2 separate regions of the Mus musculus genome follow, and region 1 is linked to region 2. A link is a contact called in public Hi-C data. All regions are on one chromosome and are shown on one strand. Each heading gives the region's core, a stretch centred on a gene start, on an enhancer-like site or on the middle of the called end of the contact. The rest is flanking DNA. Distances are from core to core; before and after follow the strand shown.

The links. Hi-C and Micro-C count contacts between places; a contact is called where the count stands out from the background.
Region 1: a Hi-C map of epiblasts shows a contact between it and region 2, with 11 times the contacts expected there. The contact joins two enhancer-like sites. A contact is called at or near these places in 1 of 39 promoter capture datasets (cranial neural crest) and 4 of 484 Hi-C or Micro-C datasets (embryonic stem cells and epiblasts).

The regions. Positions count from the first base shown.
Region 1 is chr5:75,065,697-75,069,382 of GRCm38.p6, reverse strand. No RefSeq gene overlaps it. Among named protein-coding and RNA genes, the nearest start is that of Gsx2, 8.1 kb to the left of the region's middle. Within about 2 kb of position 1,607, at least 105 of the 459 cell types and tissues checked have an H3K27ac peak or open chromatin away from gene starts, as enhancers often do. A contact at or near this core is called in epiblasts, where this site is marked.
Region 2 is chr5:67,221,192-67,224,440 of GRCm38.p6, reverse strand. It overlaps Gm33293 (predicted gene, 33293), which reads left to right. Exons shown (of 2, transcript NR_169035.1): 2 at 2,131-3,249. Among named protein-coding and RNA genes, the nearest start is that of Gm33293, 8.9 kb to the left of the region's middle. Within about 2 kb of position 1,885, at least 14 of the 459 cell types and tissues checked have an H3K27ac peak or open chromatin away from gene starts, as enhancers often do. A contact at or near this core is called in epiblasts, where this site is marked.

The DNA of each region.
Region 1 (3,686 bases), core at 358-2,857, 7.8 Mb before region 2:
GGAATGCCCAATACATTATTAAATGGATCAACAAATCAACTTAGAGCTGGTAGGTTACGGAAGGCCATGGGAGTGTGAAAGAAAGCTCTGGGTGTTGGCAAAAATCGATGCCTGAAGTGACATTTAAAATGAGATCTGCCAGGATCGTGAGGAATAAGTTTCAGACCATCAAAGAACTCAGGGACAGGACACACAGAGTCCTGAAGAGTCTCTCTCTCTCTTTTTGAGTTGAGAGAGCTGAAATGAAGCCAGAGACACTGAAAGAAGAAATTCAGTTTTTATGTATGTGAAGTAAGAAAAATAAAAGCCATCATCCTTGACAGTTTGTGAGGAATTAAGGACTGCTGGCCCATTGTGCCTAAAGTCTGATTATGATTATTGTTGTTGTTGCTCAGCACCTCAGCTGTCCTCAGAGCAGATGCCATCAGAGGCTCTGGGTGTGGCTTCAGCTCAGGGCTAAGTTCTCCCAGACCTGTCCTCCTTAGGCTTCAAGGCTTTTGCACCCACTCTGGAGAGCCCCTCTCCTTGGCTCCTTCAACCTTCCATTTCTGGGCAGCAGCCTCATGGACCTGAGATGTGCCAGGGATACCGCACCACATCCCACTCCCTACCTAGTCCAAAGTCCCATTCCTGCCTTCCCTACTTGGGGCTGTATCCTAAACTTTGAAACTTTCCCCCAAGTAAACAGCTGTATGCTCACCCACGTATGAAGGAGGGCTCCATTTGAGGGTATAATGGTCCTCACAAGACCACCCTCTTCAAGAGCCTTGTGTGTCAGGGAGACAAAGTAGCCTTGCCCACATAACACAGTTAATCCCAGCAGCCCTCCTAGAAAAAGTGACATCACCTCAGCTGTTTGTGGGGCAGAGCCCCTGCCTATGCAAGGTCAATGGCTTAATCTAGGTCTGACAGGTAGAGATGCCAAGGCCAGGACTCAGATCTCATCTCTCTAAGGTGGGGTTCTAGACAAGTCTGCCAGCAAATATGTATGGGCGACCGTTGTGTGCCTGGCAGTAGGCTAACACTTCACACGGTGTTTCTCTCCCACAATGATGCTGTGGGGAAGGTACATTTATTATGTCCTCTTTTTTGTTATGGTCCAACCCTTGCTTCATGTGGCTTTCCAACATACTAAAGTTCCAAGGCTCGGTCAAATGGTTCATGTGACAAAAAAAGAGCAGACTGGAACTAAGAGGAGGGTAGGGGTCGGGAGCCTTATTTTATGCACCCGTGTCCAGAACACAGGAAGCTCTGAATGAAATCAAAACCTCATTATTTTATTTCAAAAGCTCACTACAATCAGTCTGAATTTCTGTAGGTTTAACTTCTGGTTGGGTATCTTTCCCAGATGACTTCAAATTGCACCTAAGCAGAAACTGGGTCTGTTGTGTTAACTCTTAGTGTTTGTCAGACAGGCAGTCCATAGTCCGCCTAGATGAGAAGTCATACCTGCTCTGAAAGTCTGGCTCCTCATTTCACAGGCAGAGAAACCGAGGCTGCGAAACACCAGAAAATAGCAGAGCCAGAATATTTGACCATGGTTTCTTCTTCCCTCTTCTGAGGGAGGATCTCACACAGCAGCCAAGAATGGCCTCAACTTGCATCTTCCGGCCTCAGCTTCCCAAGTGCTGCACTTTCAAGCTAAGTCCCTCTTCTCTTTTCATGCAATTCATAGCTCTCAGTGGACGGTGTCCTCAGATCAAAATGGACAGAACCTGGCCACCCAGGTTGTGCAGCTGAACCGATCCCAAGTTCATGCATTTGCCCCGTCCGGGTGCAGAGATTCATACAGTAGCCCCAGCGTCAGGGTATCCTGCGGGTCACCCTGCTCTCCGAGCGCTCGGCTGCGCCCTCCCGGGTCTCCCCCTCTTCCTTGTCAAGCTCGCGGGATAAAAACAAATGAATCCACACGGTTGCACCGACCCATAGCCTCCCAAACAAGGCACCATCAATCCCTAACCCACCTGAGCAGCTGCCCTTCAGGGCAGAGCCACCACAGGTGCGCATGCTCCCCCTCCTCCCCTGAGCCCGTGCGCATGCGTGGGTGTGGGGCGGGAGAACTTGAGCTTGTAGGCAAGCGCCTGAGTATGTGGCGTGTGTGCTGGGGGAGGAAGGGTAGGCGGGAGTACATGGACTTGAGAATCAGTGTGAAGGTGAGACATAGTGTGTGCGAGGGGAGTGTGCGTGTCCGCACTGTGTGGAGTGCGTGGGGACCCATGGATGCGCTTTGTGCAATGCGAATTTGTGAGCACGCCAGTGCGGGTTCGAGGCAGACACTGTGTGCGCGCGCGGGGTGCTGGGGGGGGGGGGGGAAGAGACGGACGTGTGAGCTGAGGGCATGGCTAGGCCATCTAAAGGGAGTTCCCCTCCAGTCAGAGCCAGGGTGCACCGCCTTGGGCTCACCTCTTTCACTGCCTCAAAGTTTGCTCTTTGCCTGGCGGATCATCTTTCCATTCATTTACATGACCTGCTTTGATGGTGTGCCAACAGATGCCAGACTGTGTTAGGCGCTGGCGGTGGGTGGGGGTGGAGGGGACAGACCAAAATTAAATAGCTTTACATCTCATGCATCATCTGCATACACTGGAAATTTGGGGTTTCCTGTTTCTGTGTGACTGCTTTGCAAAATGTCAGTGAACCACAGAGAAGTTGCCCTCTTGCCTGTAAATCAAGGAGCATGAAGTAGCTAATGAGACCAGAGACTCTACACAGAAAGGCCCTCCATAACAAGGCCTTGTCAGTCTCTCTGACCATTCCAACTGTAGGCCTCCTGGCTCCTCAGCTTTGCTTCCCGCATGGCCGTCTCTGTCTCCTCTTCCTTTCCTCAACTTGAGGTCTTGCCTCAGACATCATTTTCCCACGTGTTTTTTTTTTTTTTTTTTTTTTTTTTAGATCAAAATCCTTACTCTATACTCTGTATAGTCTTACCATATCAGATAGTCTTCTTCTCTTAAGACAGTTATCTCTTTCTTCCATACTGTGTGCTGTGCTGAGTAGGTTTGTTTATTGTGTGAATCCCCCTGCTGGATTAGAGCTGGGAGAGATGGAGGTTCATGGGGGTGGGGATGGGGGACTGGAAACAGCCTTGCTCACACTCACTCAATGATGGACAAGAGATAGGCAGGAGAAGGCGGTCTCCACAGCTCCTGCTGAAGCACAATTCTCTCTTACCTTCACATAGCACTTTGCAGTTTATGAAGACTCTCGCAAAAGTTATGTTTTCTCTTTTTCTTTCTTTAATGTACATTGGTGTTTCATGTGGCTATGTGAAGGGGTCAGAGCGTGCTGGGAATTGAGGTGCAGGTCCCCTGGAAGAGCAACCGGTGCTTTTAACTGGAGCTCTAAGCCATCTCTTCAGCCCCAGGACCTCTTATTTTCAACAGTTTCATGAACTCCTTCCTGGCCTGGAGTTTGCTCTGTACTTGAGGCTGGCCTTGAACCCCTGATCCTCCTGCTTCTACCTCCCAATGGCTGAGGTTATAGAATTAAGTCATGGTACTCTGCTGAGACTTTTAAATTTACTACAGTTCTCTTTGTTTTTGACTTTTAAATTAAAATTTTTAACGTAATTCTTATATGTGTTTTTACATGAGTTTGTGTGTACCACGTGGGTGCAGTGTTCTTCAGAGGCCAGAAGAGGGTGTCGGATCCTTTGGCAGTGTTACTGATGGTTGTGAGCCACTGTG
Region 2 (3,249 bases), core at 636-3,135:
TTTGGAAGGTCTGTGTATCAGAAGTGGAGGGTTGAAGGTGGGGGTGGGGTGGGCTTCAACCCCAAGGAAAAGCAACTCACTTTTCTCCTAGAAACAGACAAGGCTGACAAGGCCACTAGCTTCATGGGGTTTCATCCCGTGTGGCCCATGGAATTCATCCAGCAGGTTCTCAATTAAGGAGGCTGGCTGCCTTTCCTTTTATTCTCTTAACTTTGTGATAAATGTTAGCGACCCGATCCTATCTATTATGGTGCCATTATCACAGAATGTTGACGGAGCTGGTTCTTTTATCTTCATTACGGGGCTGCCTCCCTTGCAGATTTATGCATTTTTTATATTAAATTCTTTGTTTAAGCCTACTCTCTTGTTGACTTTCATTGACCCACCCCACCCCAGTCCCTAATACTTTCCCATATTTAATATTGAAACATTTTTTTCCCCCTCAGTGCTCCTCTTGGCTTTGTTGCCATTCGTTTGACGGCTGTCCCTAATGGCCTGGGCTGTTTGCTCTGTTCTTGAACTTGGTGGGGGTCACACATTCTTAAACAGTGATGTTCTCTGAATGTCCACCCTTGCTGTCCAGCTAAGTTGCTCTGTGTCATAAGCTCTGCCCTTTTCTCCGCCCCTAACTACCAACTGCCCCTAATCACTTAAACAAACACCTTTCCTAGTGGTGGCTCAGGCCCCTGGGCCTTTTGGGTTTTGTTTAGCAGAGGCCAAAGTTGGGCCTGGCCCACCGGCGGCTTGGCCCCTCTGACCTGATACATCGCAGCTCTTCTCCTTGGAGCGCGGCCTTGTCCAGCGCCCCCTGGGCCAAAGGCCAGGGTCCGGGCAAGATTGACCAGCTGCTTGAGGTGACCGCAAAAAAGACATCAACGGACAACTTTAGCTTAGAGCAGGCAAATGAACGTATTTATTTCCCCACTCCACCCCTCCCCCATCCACTAACCCCATCTACTGCGGTGCTAAGAGAAAGACAAAGGGGGAAAATATTGGGAAGAGGGGCAGGAGAGGCTCATTCCGCACCAGAAATCTTAGCTCCCTTCTTGGGGGCCGTCTGTTCAGTTTCACAACACTTACAAGAGCAATTTCCAGAATTGAAGTTGCCTGGTGTTTTGATTCTTCCGTTGCCTGTGCATTTGTGCCCCGAAGGTCCCTTCCAAATGGATACTAATTGTGGGGGCTGCACACTGCTGGCTGCTCCAATGCCCCAGGGCCCCGAGGACCTGCTTCTCAAAGCCTTAATTGACAAGGACCTGTCTGTATTTAGGAGCAGCTGGTCCAGAGCGTTGGCACATCAGTGCAATCTTAACGCAGCATCCCTAGCCCCGAGGAGGATGAGGGTAAATGTGGTTAAAATGAAGGAAGATTTATAGCCCGCCCCCTTGGGTAATAGGACAGAAGACAGCTCCCAAGATTTTCCCCTACGAGGGGGTTCATTCATCAGCTCCCGGGCCTAGTAACCCGATAGGAGGCTCGATCTCGCTATTATTGCTAATGGGGGAGGGGAGGAGGAGCTCTCAGAACAATTAGGCAGGTGACAATATCTCACTACAGGGCATAGACCCCTAAACTAGACGGAAATTTGGCTCAGCACGACCGTTGTCTCTCGCTTCCGCGGGATCCGGCGCGGCGCCGGTGCTTCTCTGCCTGGGTCTGGCGCTGGATTAATGGTGGCGCCGCGGGCAGGCTGGGACTCAGAGAGCAGAGGGCGATCTGGCTGCCCTTCCCCGGAACAGGGAGGCTTTCAGAGTCCTTTGCGACTCCTCAGGACATTTCAAAGTCCCAAAATGCGGGTGGAAGGGGTGATCATATAGATCAGCTTCTCCCACCCGGCTCCCCAATTCCCGGGCTACACGCTGCGAGCGCCTTTCTGAGACCTGCTCGCTCGGTAGACAACCTCCATTCAGCTGCTTACAAAGAAGGTTGATTGGTTCAAGAGGAAGCCGGTTTTGTTGTGATGTGTGGGAAATACTTTGATGTCCGCCCGGTTCGCACGTGTGAACAGGGATAATGGCGTTTGGGCATCTTCATTGAAATTTGAAGTTTTTAAAGCAGAAATTCCCCAACTTTTGCCTGTTTTTCTCAACATTTTCTTTTTCTTTCTTTCTTTCTTTTTCCTGCCTTCAGGAACAATGCCAACATTGAAGCCCTCGGTTGGAGTCTGCACAGTTGGAGATCTTTGGTGCCGTTTTTTTAGACATCTTTGGATTTCATCAATCAAACTGACTGCAATTTTCCATAAAAACCCTGAATTTGGGTCAGAAAGTGGGCAAAGTAGATAAAGATCATTCGAGCTGTCTTATAAGATGATAAATAGTTATCCTTTCAGGCCAACAATGCTAAAGTGCAGTTTTGTGATTCCCTTCCATGGGTTGTGAATGCAGTGAGTCGAAACGATTTATACATGTTTTCCCATGGTTTAGGGGGTGTCTTTACATACTTGTCAATAGTAGTCTGACCTTTCCCCCATGGAGTGGCTAAGTGTTAGTGGCTTTGGGTACTTTTTTCCCCCTTGGGGGTGCCCGTGCTTCCTCTTAAGAACCACACAAGAAAAGAAGGCTTTATTATTAATAGAATATGGGTCTGATCTAGACAATTCTCCTCAAATAGACTGGTTGCAGAGACCCATGAGTTTGGTACAGAATTTCCATCTGTTAATCTTGGGAGTACCTCTTTGGACACCATGCTGGGATGTGAACTCACTTTCTTAACAACCACATGTTCACTGGCACCGTGTCCTTATGCTTGAACTTGACGAATGGACTTTTGTATGAGGTGAACAAAAAGAGACACTAAAAGAAGTAGCAGAAGGAAGTTGCAAAAAGAGTATGAGCCCGCAACTCCCAGAGATCTTTCAGAATGCTAGCTGACTCAATTTCGTAGTGAATAAATGCAACTTAAACATTTCCTCCTCATTACTAAAAATAGTTCTTTAGCACGCACAGCATGTCACATGTCACGTTTTACACACTGGCCAACCGCTTTTCTAAATTGTCTTTTCTATTTTCTTGATCCTCACGCTCAAAATGTGCTCGGTTTTGAGAATCCCTTTAGCCAGTGTTTTTTTTGACTCACCTGGCAGTTTGAAAGATTCATGAGCAATCTTCATGGAGAAATCACAGCTGCCCTTCTTGGCTTCTTAAGAATTATCTGAGGTGTCCTATGAGCTCATAGATCTTGTGGGAGCATACACAAGTACCTAGGGAAGTACATTTATTTCTTTTGATTGAAGATTCCTTCCTATAT